Regions from separate parts of the Mus musculus genome. Here region 1 is linked to region 2. A link is a contact called in public promoter capture Hi-C data. All regions are on one chromosome and are shown on one strand. Each heading gives the region's core, a stretch centred on a gene start, on an enhancer-like site or on the middle of the called end of the contact. The rest is flanking DNA. Distances are from core to core; before and after follow the strand shown. Region 1 holds the start of Ntrk3 (neurotrophic tyrosine kinase, receptor, type 3). Region 2 has its middle 780 kb from the start of Gm30774.

Region 1 (6,789 bases), core at 1,305-3,804, 1.4 Mb after region 2:
GGGAGTCTGAGCCCCTTCTTGAGTTTAGTCAATACCAGACGCAGGCATAACAGGACACTGGGGGGAAGATGGGGTGAGGGAGGGTCATCTAACCCCTGACCTCTGACCTTCCCTACCACTTTCTCTTTGATGTCAGATGGGTTTAGGAGAGAGTCCTGATGGCTGCTGAGTCCAGTTCCCACTGAGCGGCTCCCAGTCTCCCTGCTCAGATCGCCACAGGCACTCTCCTGGGATCCTCTAATGCCAGGAGAGGAGCAAGAGGCCAACTGTGTCCCCTCCTCCCACCAATGTCTCCGGGGAACAACTAATCCTACTCCCCCCCCCCCATAGAACCGCTTCCCCAAACCTCATTTTGAGAGGTGTGACACCTCTTCGTGACCATAAAGAGCCTATCTGATTGTGACCAATCCTGCCTCCCTGAGGGTTCCCAGGGACATACACATCCTTAGAGCAGAGAACAAGGCAGACACAGCTCACTGGCTCCCAAACTCTCCAGCCCTTGGCACATCCAATCACCTGAAAATCTCCATGCCCAACTCCAGAGCACAGGCCACTAAGCTCTTTGCAGCCATCCCTACAATCCAGGGGCCAAGCTTCCCTGAAACATATTCCTCCAGACCTTGCTCCTGGACAGACACTGGCCTCCAAGTGGGTAGAGGCTTCTCCTTTGCTCTCTTCTCCCCTCCCCTTACCCCTTTGCTGTCTATCTGGACATCCTTGACCATCCTGGAGGTAGTAAGGAATGAAAGGCAGAGCTAAGATATGGGTCAGGATTGTCTCCAGGAGTCGGGGACATCTTCTGGGGCTGTTCATCTCCCTCAAAGTGTAAGCTGCAAGAACACAAGCTGGTCTCTCTTATACCAAGAGAACTGGTGGGCTTTGGAGAGAGCCTGACTCCAATTCCTTCAGGCTTTGTAGTCCTGAGGCAATGGTTGGAGCAAAGAGGGGAGGGGGTGGACACTGAGAGGGCAGTAGCCACAGCACACTGGGTCCCTTCTTGCTCTAGTCCGTCCCCAAGGCAAAGAGCTACCCTAAACGTCTCCCTCAGAGCCTGGCCACCGTCCTAGTCAGTCCTGGGGCTCCCAAGGGATGAGAGCACGGGGCAAAAACCAATGAGCTGCCCTCCGAGCATCCAAGAGCTATCCACACCCTTCTCCTTCCTGGGGCAGAGAGGTCAGAGGGGTGGTGGTCACCTGGCTGAAGAATGAAGAATGAAAGAAAGGCTATGCAGGCTCCTGGCCCTGACTCTTCCTTTCACTCCTTCACAGGCCTCTGGCCCCATCCCTACCAAAGAAACACAACAAGAAAAGAGCAGGCCACTACACAGGGTCCCACTCAGCCGGGGCAAACCAGCCAAACGCCACGCAGAGTTCAATTTTTGAGAGAAAGGGGGTGGGGGGAAGGAACCGCAGAATTGTGAAAGAAATTTCCTTCCCAAAACCCAGGTCGTCCTCTCTCTCCTGCCTCCAGCAACCTGACTCAGAATTACCCTGGGCAGTTATGGAAGCCCAAGCCAGGAAAGGGTCTGTAGGCGCCCAGATGCAGATGAGGGTGGGAAAGGGGGGGATGTCTCGGAAATGCCCAAAATGGGGTTGGAGAAGGCGGCGGGAGGTGGGGGGGAGGAAAAGCAAAGAGGTAGGCGTCCATGACGGCCAGAACACGTCCGAAGTCTCCTCGGGAGAAGCCAGCTTCCAACTTGTTTACTTATTGGCATGTTTTGCTCTCTCCAAAGGGAAACAGTTTTTTTTTTAAAAAATCCCGATTGGTTCTCAAGCAGTCCCTATCTGTCACCTTCCCTCCAAGGCTAGGCTAAGCTTTGCCTCTGCCGCCGCTATCTGCCACCGCCTGTCAGGGAAACGAGACGCCTCTACTTTATTCCACTTGAGCGTGGCCAAACTGTTGCTATTTAGTGGGGGGCATAGAACCCAATTCGCACCCTCGAAACGAGCAGGCAGAGGGTGGGGGCGGGGACAGGAGCTGGGCCCGGGTGCACTCCGCCCGGAAGGGTCCTCTCCAGGGAGAGGTACCCACCAGCATCATCAAATCACGCCTGGCTAGGGCTGGAGTCACCTGAAACACGCAGCCCTACAGCATCTCCCGAGCCAGGGCGAGCCTGATGCGCACCCGGCGGGCTGCGAACAGAGGCGAGCTGGGGAGCGCAGGGCCAGTTCCCGGGCCGCGGGCGGGCAAGACGGAGACGCGAAGCTGGGGCGGGGGTGGGGGGCGGGCTGGGTAGCGGCCGCCTGACTTACATGGAAGTGATATTCCTTGAGATGTCCGTAATGTTGATGCTGGCGTTCCCATTGCTGTTCCCTGAATCCTGCCCTTCCAGGAGAGGGAAGAGGTTCCCATCGTCCGGCCGCCGGCAATTGATCTCAGTCTTGCTGCAGACACAATTTGCAGGGCAAGCCAGCACGGAGCCCACATAGTCCAGCCAGACGCTTCCCAGCAAGAAAATCCGCCAGAAACTACACTTGGCTGGGCAAAGAGAGACATCCATCTCCGATCGCTGCTTCTAAAAAAGAGGAGGAGGAGGAGAGGAGAGGGGGGTGGGGTGGGGGGAGTGGGGAGAGCAGGGGGGGAAGGAAACAAAGACAGCGAGGGAGGGGGGAAGGGGGAGGGGGGCCTCTGCCTTTGAAACGCCGAACGATCAGATGCAAAATCCTTCAGCGTCGGAAACCATCGCGGCCGCCGCCGCCACCGGGTGGGAGCCGCGGGGAGCGCCTAGTGGCGCGGTCTGCCGGGCATGGTGGCCGGCTCGGCGCTCGCCGGCTTGCGGGGTCCAGAAGCTCTGGAAACGAGGCGCGCTCTCCGACTCCGAGACTTTGCAGGGTTGTAACAACAGACGGTGGGAAGGCAAAAATAATAATAAAAAAAGAAAAAAAGATGGTGCTAAAGTCACCAAGTCCCACCTCCTAGGCAGAATTAAAACGGACACACCTGCAAAACACACTCGCACACACTCACATACACACGCGCGGAGCTGGAGGAAGGAGGAGAAGGAAGATGCAGTCAGAGCTGCAGCAGTCGCGGCGAATGGCTCGCTACGCGCCTGCAGAAATGTACAAGTGCTCCGAGCCTTACGAAACGCACGGGTTATCGGAGCGTCTTCCTCGGTTCCCTCCCTCCCTCCTCCCCTCCCTCCTCGCGGCCTCCTCCCCCCCCCCCGCCCCCCGCCCGGGCTGGGAGAGGCAGGAGAGCGGAATCTCCCCCTCCCTCCCCTCCCCACACCCCTCTCTCTCCCCGCCCGTCCTCTCCCTCCTGCTTCCCCACCCACCCACCCACTCGCCGGCTCTCGGCTCTCGCCGGTACCGCCACCCGCAGCCGCGCCGCTGCCCGCCCGCTCCACGCCCGCGCCCGCTCGCTGCAGCCGAGGGGAAAACGAGACGGAAAGGAAAAGTTGCAGTTGGGATTCCGAGGGTCGGCGTTGGGGAGGGAGAGTTGGCAAGCTGACTGAGCAACACGAAAGGCGTTCTCCCTTCCACTTTTTGGCCCTCGTGCTGCCCGGTTTTGCTGCAATCTCCTCCGCAGGAGGAAGCGAAATGAGCGTGGCCCAGGTGACCCGGGATGCTCCCCAGCCTGAGTGAGGGTCTCGGGCTCACGGACAGTGACGGGAATCAGGAGCGCACAGGAACCCGAGCGAGGCAGCCAGGGACGCCGGCCGCAGACGTGCAGACCTAGATCTGAATGACACTCATTTGGGTAATCAAGAGTCCCGGGAGCTGGGCTCAGCTTGGGAGGGGACTGCGTGGCATGGCACACTGAGTGCCCCTGAGCCTATTGCTCCTTCTTGGCGGTGCGTTATGGGTTCCGCCTTGGACAAACAGGGACCAGAGAAGGAGAGAAAGAGGGAAGGAGCGCCTGCAGGACTGCGCTGGAGAACCGAGGTGGCCCAGGGCGAGCGATTCATGCGAAAGAAGCGGCCAGGAAATTGAGATGCGAAGGGCATTTTTTGGCAAGCACCACGCCAGCACCGTCGGAGGCCAGCTTCTTGGGCTCAGCCCTCGGGTGCGCCGAGCTGGCAGCCTGGTGAGGGGGTGGGCGGACTGCTCTCTCCGGATGATTTGGGGGGCACAGAACCTCCTCTTTCCCTCCCCCACAAACACCCCTTCCTGGTAGGGGCTCAAAACAGGTGCAGCCTTCGAGGCAAGTTTAGACCTGATGGGGAGAGAAGTATAGCCCCCGCTTTTTGCCTTGATAGGATTGTTTTAAAAATAAAATGCAAATGTAAATATGCCAAATGCGAGCTATTTCCTGAGAAAGCCTGAGATTTTGCTGTGGGAAAGGAGAAGAAAGGGTTAGGGGAATCCGAGCAGGCAGACACACTACAGCATTCACACGCAGAAGAAAGCAGCGCTCTCCTCCCCGAGCTTGGGTGAGGGCAGGCAAGGAAGCAAAATACATTGAATTCAACAGCATCCAGGATCTGAAAGGATTCTCCCCCGCCCCCCTGTGGATTCCAATGCAGGTCATGCAACTTGCAGGCAAGATGGGGGGAAGGGGTATTGCGGTGCCACCAGCCTGCCCCTAGTGCCACCGACAGACAGACCCGATGGCTTGCAGTAACACTTTTTGCTGGGAGTAAACTTGGGTGAAAGGAGGAAAAGAAAAGAGCATGCCTATAAAAGGCATTTTCCCCGACTTCTCATTACACTCTGCCTTCCTTTTGCCCCAGTGAGACTTTTACACCCTGTCGCCATGATGGCCTTGTCCCCAGAATGGCATTTTGCCCTCCCGCCAGCAGGAGGGGACAGAGTGGAGACAGCCTTAGACTCTCAAACCAGAACCTACTGGCTTCAGGCCAGTCCCTGATGTCCTTGTCCATTGGGAATCTCCCTGACACTTCAAGTGCCATCCTGAGTGACTTTAGGGTTCTCTGAGAGGCAGGGAGAGTAAGGTGTAGCCAGGACACTGGAACTTGGCCTCTCTTGAGAGATAGCAGAGGAGAAATAGGAAGCATTTCCCAGACTACCCCAGGGAGACAGAATAGCTGACTGCCTGAGGGGATTTAGTAGAGCTCCAACAAGGAGAAAGCATAGTTGTGTCTTAAAGGGTGCCCCGCCCATTTTTAAGGACAAGGACGATTTTTATTACTGCCTGCAAAGAAAGGATGCTATCCATAAGTCGGGTTTCAAAGCAAAACTTTGGAAACCTCTTCAGAGAGTGAAAATTCAGGCTGTGAAGCAAGGGACTCTGATTGGACAAAAGGTCTTTCATTCTTGACCGTGGATAGGATGAAGGTAAGGTGCTAGGAGCTCTGAGCCCACTTAGAAAGTAAAGCTTAAAAATGAAGAAGGCTCTTTTTTTTTAATGCAAGTGGAAAGAGCAGAGTTCTACTTATGACCATGAACAAATAGACTTACACTCTGGGCCTCAGCTTTCAAATCCATGAAATGACCACATGGAACCAGGTCTTTGCTCTCCTTTAACTGATGACATCCACAGTCCCTGCCAGCTTGTAATAGATAATACAACTCCTTGGACCTCATCAGAGACTTCCCAAACCAAACATTTTAAGAAGTTCCCCTAGGTGATTGACAGGCATGGGGTGGGGGCAGCTTCAGAGCCCCTACAGCTCGAATCATCTCTGGTTCTCCACAAGCCTTGGATGAAGGGACTCATTAGAAAGGAACAGGGATTCCATGTAGGTTCCCAGAAGCATCCAGTTAGAATAAATGAGTGTCTTGGGTGCCTGCAAAAACAGAACTTTGGGGCTGGCAAGATGGCTGTCATCAATAAAGTATTGATCACACAAGCATGAAGACTCGGCACCCATGTTTTTAAAAAATGGATTTATTTAGCAGTGTGCACTGCTGGGGGTAGAGACAAGAAGATCTCTGGTGTTAGGTATTAGCTGGCCAGCAAGATTCGGTGAGAGACCCTGTCTCAAAAAATAGGGCAAGGAAAACACCAGACATCAACTTCTGGACTCCACATACACCCACATACATGTGCATAAACATGAACACACACACAGAAAGAGAGAGAGAGAGGAGATCTTTAAACTTCCACTATCAGTGAAACGCCTACAGGCCACAGAAAAGCAGTCAAAGTAAGCCAGAAATGGGTAAGGGGCTAGGACAGAGTCCCTGGGACAGACACTCTCCTCTCAGTCAACAGGTACCCAGGGCATTCAAACCATGCTGTCATCTTGCTGAGAATGTCCTGGTTGACAGGGAAGAAGGACTTGTCATATCATCCTGAATTCCCAGTATGTGGCCTCTGTGTCCTGGACATATGACTCATCTCAGCATCCAGACAATCAGGATAATCTGTCCCCATCTTCTCAGCTGCCAGATGGAGTTTCCTAAATGAGGAAGCTGGAGAGTGCACACCAACCCTCCAACCCCCTGCTGACCAAGAAGGGACAAGAAGGAACAACGTTTGTTTGTTTGTTTCCCTGTACAAAATGTAAAACTTAGAAAGCTTTCCCAGCAAGGCAGATGCAAGGGCTTAAAGAAGATGCCAAGGGCTTCCAAAGGTTCCAAGGAAATCTCCAACCGTATAGGTCAGACAGGGCTGCCTAACAGGGCACGGAGCTCCTTCTGCTCCCCATTTATCTACAGAAATCAAGCACATGTCTCTTTCTTAAAGAAATCCGCTCCAGACTATGAATGCCCATAACTTCTGAGGAAGGATTCAAAGCAGCTCAAAGTCCCTGTACCTAGGAAGGGAGTAGAAATTCAGGAAGCAAAAAAAACATAGTGTGCTGACCCCACAACCAGTGCTTTCTAAGACTCCCCCGTTATCCCACACACACACAATGATCACCCTTTTCACCTTGCCACA
Region 2 (6,873 bases), core at 2,466-4,965:
AGAGCATGCCTCCTTCCTTTCCTCGGTCTCCCACCTCTAGCTGTATTCCCTTCTATCTTATTTAAATGAATGAATGCCAATATTTTTCATTGAAGGATAAGGCTAGCAAAGCGCATCTTCATATTTTACCTGTTTCCATATCTGAGTTGATCTGTGTTAAGGTAAGATGTGCTATTCATGATTTGTCTACAGATTATCCCGGTGTTAGCCATCTCCTCTGAACTCTTACCTTTTCTTATTTTGGATGAATTTCATTGGACTCATCAGGTTTCAAAATTTCCTCATGAGACAGGTTGACTTGGTGTAGTCAGTAATAGTAATCCAATCCAACCCAGCATTTTTCAGTGGAGTAGCAGCAGAAGGTGAGGCACTATTCCACTGCCCAACTTTTCAGCTGGATTTCTAAAATTCATCAAAATTATTATTCAGGAAGCAGCTTTACTCTACATTTCCTTAGCCTCTGGTAAATACTCAAAAAAAATCTCTAGCTGTGTTTCAGTCCTGTGATGAATTATATTTCCCATATGCCGAGGTCATAGTCGGATGTGTCCCACCATTTTCCATTACTTTTTTCCTGCATAGCACAGGAGAGGCTACTAAACTAAAGAAGAAACTAAAGAAGAAACATGACAGCACCTAGGAAAGGGTGGAGCCCTCTAAAGAGCTGTGAACATTGGGAAGAGTTCTACCCTGGTATGCATAAAACCTTAGCACTCCATGAACCAGGAATGGGAATGGATGCCTTTCATTTCAGTGCCCAGGAGGTAGAGTCAGAAAGACAAAAAAATAAGTCAGGGTAAACCTCTGTGATATAGTGACTGCGAGGCCAACCTTGAATAGATAAGATCTTATAAAATATATACAAAAATATGAGAAAATGAAAAGAGGATTATATTAGAACATGAGGTACTTTTCAAATAAATAGTTCAATGCTGTGGAGTTCCCAAAATATCAGAACTTCTTGATATTACTGATGAGCTTGAATAGAGCTGGCAAACTCCCAATAATAGCCTTCCTTATGGTCATTGGCATTCATCTCTGGCTCCCTCTGAAATGCTATATATCATATTCACAGATAAACAGGGCATGCTCCTTGGACCGTGTAAACCAGAAGGCACCTGTCTCTGGAGATCGCATACCTGCCTTTTTGTTGTTGTTGTTCAGTTGTATAACCACCCTTTAGCAGACTAATGCTTTAGTAAGCAGAGGCAAGGACATTTGTTATGTGGATCCCCTGAAGCTGTGCAGTCCATGCCCTGTCCTTCCCTAGCCATTTCTCTTTTCTCCCATTCCTGCTGCCCACGAAATTCACAAATCTGGAAACTCGTTGTGCCCTGAGTGCTAACAGTAAAAGCACAAATATGTAGTTGAGAGCTCCCACTCAGACCTGACCACAGAGAGTAGAGCAAACAGTCCTAGAGAGGGAGGCTGAAAGCCTTAGTTCTTGTTCTAGTTTAAACCTGAGAGTCATTGTAGGTAGGTCACTCCTCTCTGAAAGAACACTAGGGCGAAAAAGCAAGACCAGTGTTACCTTGCACCCAGGACAACTGTGAAGAGAGGGAGGGATGTGAGTGTTAATCTATTTCCCACTATTACACAGACAAAGGATCAGCCAGAGAGCAAATGACAGGAAGAGGCTTAGTGGCAGCCAGCGAAGAAGAGATCCATTCTGTTTGGGGACAATGTTTTGAGTGCCAGATTTAAAAACAAAACAAAACAAAACAACAAACAAAAACAAAAAAACAAAACAAAACCAAAACCAAAAACAAAAAACAGAGAAAGAGAGAGACCTCTGAGAAGTTTATTTAGAAAATAACATGTTCAGTTTGACCGCTGAGCTTAGTCAATGTTCTCCTCTGCTTGCACTGAACACATAACTTCCTTTAAACAAACTAACAATAATTTTTCAAAGAGAGTTGAAAAAGAAAACAAACAAACAAAAAACCAAAAACAAAACATTACCACACAGTTTTCAGCTATGTGTTAGCTGTCTCTTCCAGGATTCATGGATGAATGACATAAAATAATTATAAGCAAAACACTCAGGACAATATAGAAAGAATTTCCATAGGAAGTACAGAAAAAAATGTTAAACTTTCTCATGAAAAATATCAAAGCTAAAATGATCAGTAGTGTATCTTTTGTTACATTCCACTAATATTTCACATGCTAATAAGACATTTTTAAATTTGATTTGTCCTGAAACTTCCAAGTGTTATCGTAGGGGACTAGGGTGGAAACACTTTGAATTCTACTGGGAAACATTTTCCTGGAGTTATTTGCTTCTCATAACAAGCCAATATCATCATTTATAATCATAACCCCGAAGGCATCATGGCTGCCTAAATATATAAACAAAATGAAGTGTACAATTTGCAAGATCTTAAGTTGAAGACATTAAAAAGCCAGAATGATTTAGGGGCAGAAAGACAGTAAACATAAAAAAGCAATGCCATCTAGACATGTTTATTAAATGCCTATTTGTGGTTCTGTTTGGTATTCTAAAGGACAAGACAAATGTAATTGCAGAACCATAGAGCTATAAAGTTGAAAGGAATTAAAGCTGCATCTTATCTAGCTTGCATCGTGTTACTTACTGATGGACAAGCTGTGGCTAAGGGAGGACCAGCTCACTAGGCACAACTAGCAGGTCAGGTCTCAAATCTTGGCCCCCAAGACATACCGCAACGTTCTCTGTACTTCCCCTAGACACTTTTCTATATCAATTTCTTTAAACACACCACGTAATATTTCCTAATACAGGAAGTGAGGAGGAGATGGTGCAGTCAGTTATGTGACTCAGATCATAAGTTCAATCACCAGAAGCCACATTAAAAGTTCCAGGTGCTGTGATACATGCTGGCCAGGTAACCTGACCTATGTGACTACTTCCAGGCCACACAGAGGGTCTATCTCAAAATCAAGGTGCATGGCATCAAAGAAATAACAACTGAGATTGTCTTCTGCCATGTCTGCCATGTACACACATATGCACATGTGCATAGCACCTGTGCACATATGTGAACCCTCTTGGCACATACAGAGAGAGAGGAGGAGAGGGAGAGGGATTTGGAGAAGGTGTTAGAGAGGAAAGAAGAAGAAGAGAGGATGAGAAGAGAGGGAAAGAATGAAGAGGGAAGGAAAGAAGAGAGAGTGGGTAAGCCAGGGAGGGAGAGAGTTTTCTGTTCAGAATATCTCTCTGGTGTTAATTGCTTGATTAAAGCCAACAGTCCAGTTCTTTCACTTTCTAAGAGGGAATGGTGTATTAGTGTGTTAGCAAAGAACTGTTCAGACAGTGCATAATTCAAAGCTGGCTAAAATTCCTTGCAGTCCCTTCATGGCAATGTGGATTTTCCTGGAATTGGGGGCCAGGCAATGGTTAGGAAAGAATCCCCCAGAATAAATCAAGTCATGAGACTTAGGAGGCAAACAATGAGGTCACATGCAGTCAGCCCCAGGAGGCAGGGAAGGGACTGTTTCTTGTGGTTCAGTCCTGAGTGTTGTATTTATTTTTCAAAAATCACTTTATAGTGACATCAACTATAGCCTGCTCCACATTCCACCACTGTTTTCTGCATAATAGCCCATTATGAAGGCATTGCTGAAGGCAGAAATTAACCTTTTAGAGAAATTTCGTTCCATTAAGACTAGGTGCATGAATCCAGACTGATTTTCTTTCTGATGGGAAGATGTCTTAGCCAGCATTTAAAGGCCTGTGTAGGAGGGCCTTCCCAGTGGAGACAGAATTGTTAGTCAGCTACGGTCTCCATGGTGATTTTTTTAAAGGCTAAGTTTGAATCAGACTTCTAAATATTGAAGTATAATTTGTGAATGCACAATTGAATGAATAATAATAGAATTACCAATGATATAGCATTACCTTTAATTCTGCCATTTGAGATTTTGACAGGAACTAGTCTGCAAATGACCTTCAAGCTGGCCTTGAAATGTGGCCTTAACAGTGTTCCCTCCTTGGTTATCGTGTGTGATTTCTCTCTGTCACTTTTGGTGTGTCTGCTTTATTTTCATAGATCTTTGCCCCCTTTTCCTGAATCCTTTCTCAAGCCATCTCCCTAGTGTCTCATGAAAGTCCTAAAGAAATGGGAGTCAGGTATGGGCGCACGTCTTTAATCTTAGCACTCGGGAGGCAGAGGCAGGTAGATTTCTGAGTTAGAGGCCAGCCTGGTCTACAAAGTGAGTTCCAGGTCAACCAGGAATATACAGAGAAACCCTGCCTCAAAAAAAAAAAAAAAAAAAAGGAAAAAAAACGAAAAAGAAAGAAAGGAATGGGCTCGACTTCCTTGGACACTGATGATCGGGTTTGCAGATAGAACTCAGGCTTCATAGTTTGAAAAAAACTGCCATCTTACCTAAGTTCTTGGACATTCTTTTTTTCTTTTCATTTCACTATTCAACAAATGAGATGTCTTCCCCTGCGTCTCTCATTATATAGTTTGACTAGGAATGTCACTTAGGAGAACAAAGTGAAGACACCACCAGGCATCACTTCATGTTCTGGATTTATAACAGAGTCCTAAGATAGCCTGGAGGACTTTGACCCTTCTTGCACTTTGTGCTTAAAATTCATAATTGCAATAAGCAGCTAGATGCAGATCCACCCTTGGGGCCGGGAAAAGGTACCTCCCTTCTCTGAGGAAAGCTATTTGGCAGGCTGAGAGTGTCCAGAGCCTGGTCTGTCACAGGACATACTTGGATTTCAGCTTCTCCAGTCCTTATGCTCCAGCTCAAAGTATTTAAAACCCTGTTAGCAGGAGAAGGTGGCACGGCTCCCACGATGTACAGGGATCACCCAACTGATAGACCAAAGGAGCAGCCTAGGAGGAACATGAAAGAGCTTGGGCTTTTGTTTCTTTCTTTCTATTGTCATGTTTTGTTTTATCATTTCTTTTCTGTTTGCTTGCCATTTTGACTGTTTGATTTTTTTTTTCTTTTTTTAGAATGGTTCCAATATGGCTGTAAACTTGTTAAGTAGTGCAGTCCTTGAGCTGTTGAGGTCCTCTCTCCACCTTCTAAACGCTGAAGTACCACTACTTCTTTTGTGGTCTTGGGGATGACAGTCAAGGATGCCTGCATGCTAGGCATGTGCTCTGCTAACTGACCTGAACCTTCAGGTTTAAAGTTTTGGATTAAATAGAAATTTCATTTCACTTATCATGTTTTGTTTATTTTCTGCTTTATTTCTTGAAACAAAGTTTCATATATCCTAGACTGGACTTCAACTCATCATTTAATTGAAGTTCTGACTTTGAACTGACCCTCCACCCTCAGTGAGTGTAATGAGTGTGAGGTATTACATTCATATAATATATATACATATATATTCATATAGTATATATATATATAGTGTGTGTTAATTACATATATAGGATATGTATATGTGATGAGGAGTGAGGATTCAAATAGTTTCATAAATCAGTCTGTACTCCTTGGAGTCAGTTAACAAAGAAGATTACAACAGCACCTATATTAAAGTATCCAATCTGGGACAAGCAGTATAATGCTGTCAATAATTCTTATTATATGCTATGTCCTGAATAGAGGTGGGGAAATGAGGAAGATTTGTATCTCCATGGACAGCCAAAATAAGTTACACATATATTAACAAGTCCTTTTCTGAAAGCTCTTTTTGGACAAATAGTGACTAGAAGAATAGAGGGCACATCAGCCATTCTGGACAGTTCTCTTGAATAAATCACCTCAAATTTCCCATGCTTGCATGGGACCTTGTTGATTGGGCAACACAGGATTTAAGTTATAAAATGACAGGTATAGCGTAAATAGCCACCAGAGCTTAGCCAACGTCGGATCACCCTATTTTATAATTTTCAGGCAGAACAAGATTTCTTTTTGTCATAGGTGTGCAAATGAGTTCAACTGGTTCCTCTCAAAACTCCTCTCCCTGCCTACTTTTCAAACTTACAGTCTGTCCTTCCAGGAGCCCTTCCTTGTGTCTTCCATGACTCCAGGGATCTTCTAGGAGGTAGTTCTAAAATGCAGATACCATCACCAGAGGAGAGTTGATTGTACACGTGACATTAAAATTAATCATGCACTTGAATCCATTAGCTGAGCTGTAAGGCTGAGAGAAAGAGAGATGGCTGAGGAAAGGCCAGAAGGCTAAGAAGGAGTTCTAAGCCTGAAAGTAAGCTAGCTGTGTGGGAGAAATTTCCACTTTGCCTGCGCAGTGTTGATAGCTCCCCAGGGGCACACTGCCATGCACCACTGCACTTTTGTTTTGTTAAATATGCCTTCCCTCTTCCCTTAAAGACTGGAAGCAGCAACCCATTCAGCAGGTCAGCACAGAGCTCTTTGGCTAGAACCCAAGTCTCTATTTCCCTTGCTCTGTCTGTAGCTCCTTAAACAGAGAGTTTACAGAAACATAGAAACCCCTGTGTTCGTGTTTAGCTGGTGTCAAGTCTGACGTGAAATGAAATCATGTTCTTGTCACACTGTGGGATTGCAAAGAGAGCCACAGGGTGGCAAGAAAGCAGAGGTGTAGAGGCATTGGTTTTGTGTGGGTTTCAAAAGGGCAGTCACGATTAGAAATGTGACTGCAATGTGGCATTTCAGTGTTCCAAATATACTTTCCCTTGGTGACTTCCATGTCAAATTCACTTACTTTACAAATATAAACAAAAGATTACCAGCCACCGCTCTGGGGAGTTCCACAAAAGTCTACAATAGAACAGCAACCAGCCCTGTCCTTTCTAAAGTCTGTAGAGCCCTGACTCCCCCTACCCTCCAGGCAAGGAAGAAAGTGGGAACCAGCTGCACAGGCAGAGAGCTGGGGAAGGGTTAGAATGATGGACAGGTTGTTCAGCTGACACCTGTTTCCTCCTGCCTGTGCCCAGG

The links. Promoter capture Hi-C pulls out the DNA fragments that hold promoters and counts their contacts.
Region 1: a contact with region 2 is called in a promoter capture Hi-C map of hippocampal neurons, with 8 times the contacts expected there. The contact joins the promoter of Ntrk3 here to the enhancer-like site in region 2. A contact is called at or near these places in 4 of 39 promoter capture datasets (cranial neural crest, hippocampal neurons, liver and 1 more) and 3 of 115 datasets of contacts at active chromatin or transcription factors (VIP interneurons, embryonic forebrain and embryonic hindbrain).

What each region holds. Positions count from the first base shown.
Region 1 is chr7:78,575,284-78,582,072 of GRCm38.p6, forward strand. Ntrk3 (neurotrophic tyrosine kinase, receptor, type 3) reads right to left here and starts at 2,555. Exons shown (of 17, transcript NM_008746.5): 1 at 2,253-2,555. The coding sequence starts at 2,500. E430016F16Rik (RIKEN cDNA E430016F16 gene) reads right to left here. Exons shown (of 11, transcript NR_015542.2): 11 at 5,783-6,789.
Region 2 is chr7:77,146,321-77,153,193 of GRCm38.p6, forward strand. No RefSeq gene overlaps it. Among named protein-coding and RNA genes, the nearest start is that of Gm30774, 780 kb to the left of the region's middle. Within about 2 kb of position 3,716, at least 15 of the 459 cell types and tissues checked have an H3K27ac peak or open chromatin away from gene starts, as enhancers often do. A contact at or near this core is called in hippocampal neurons, where this site is marked.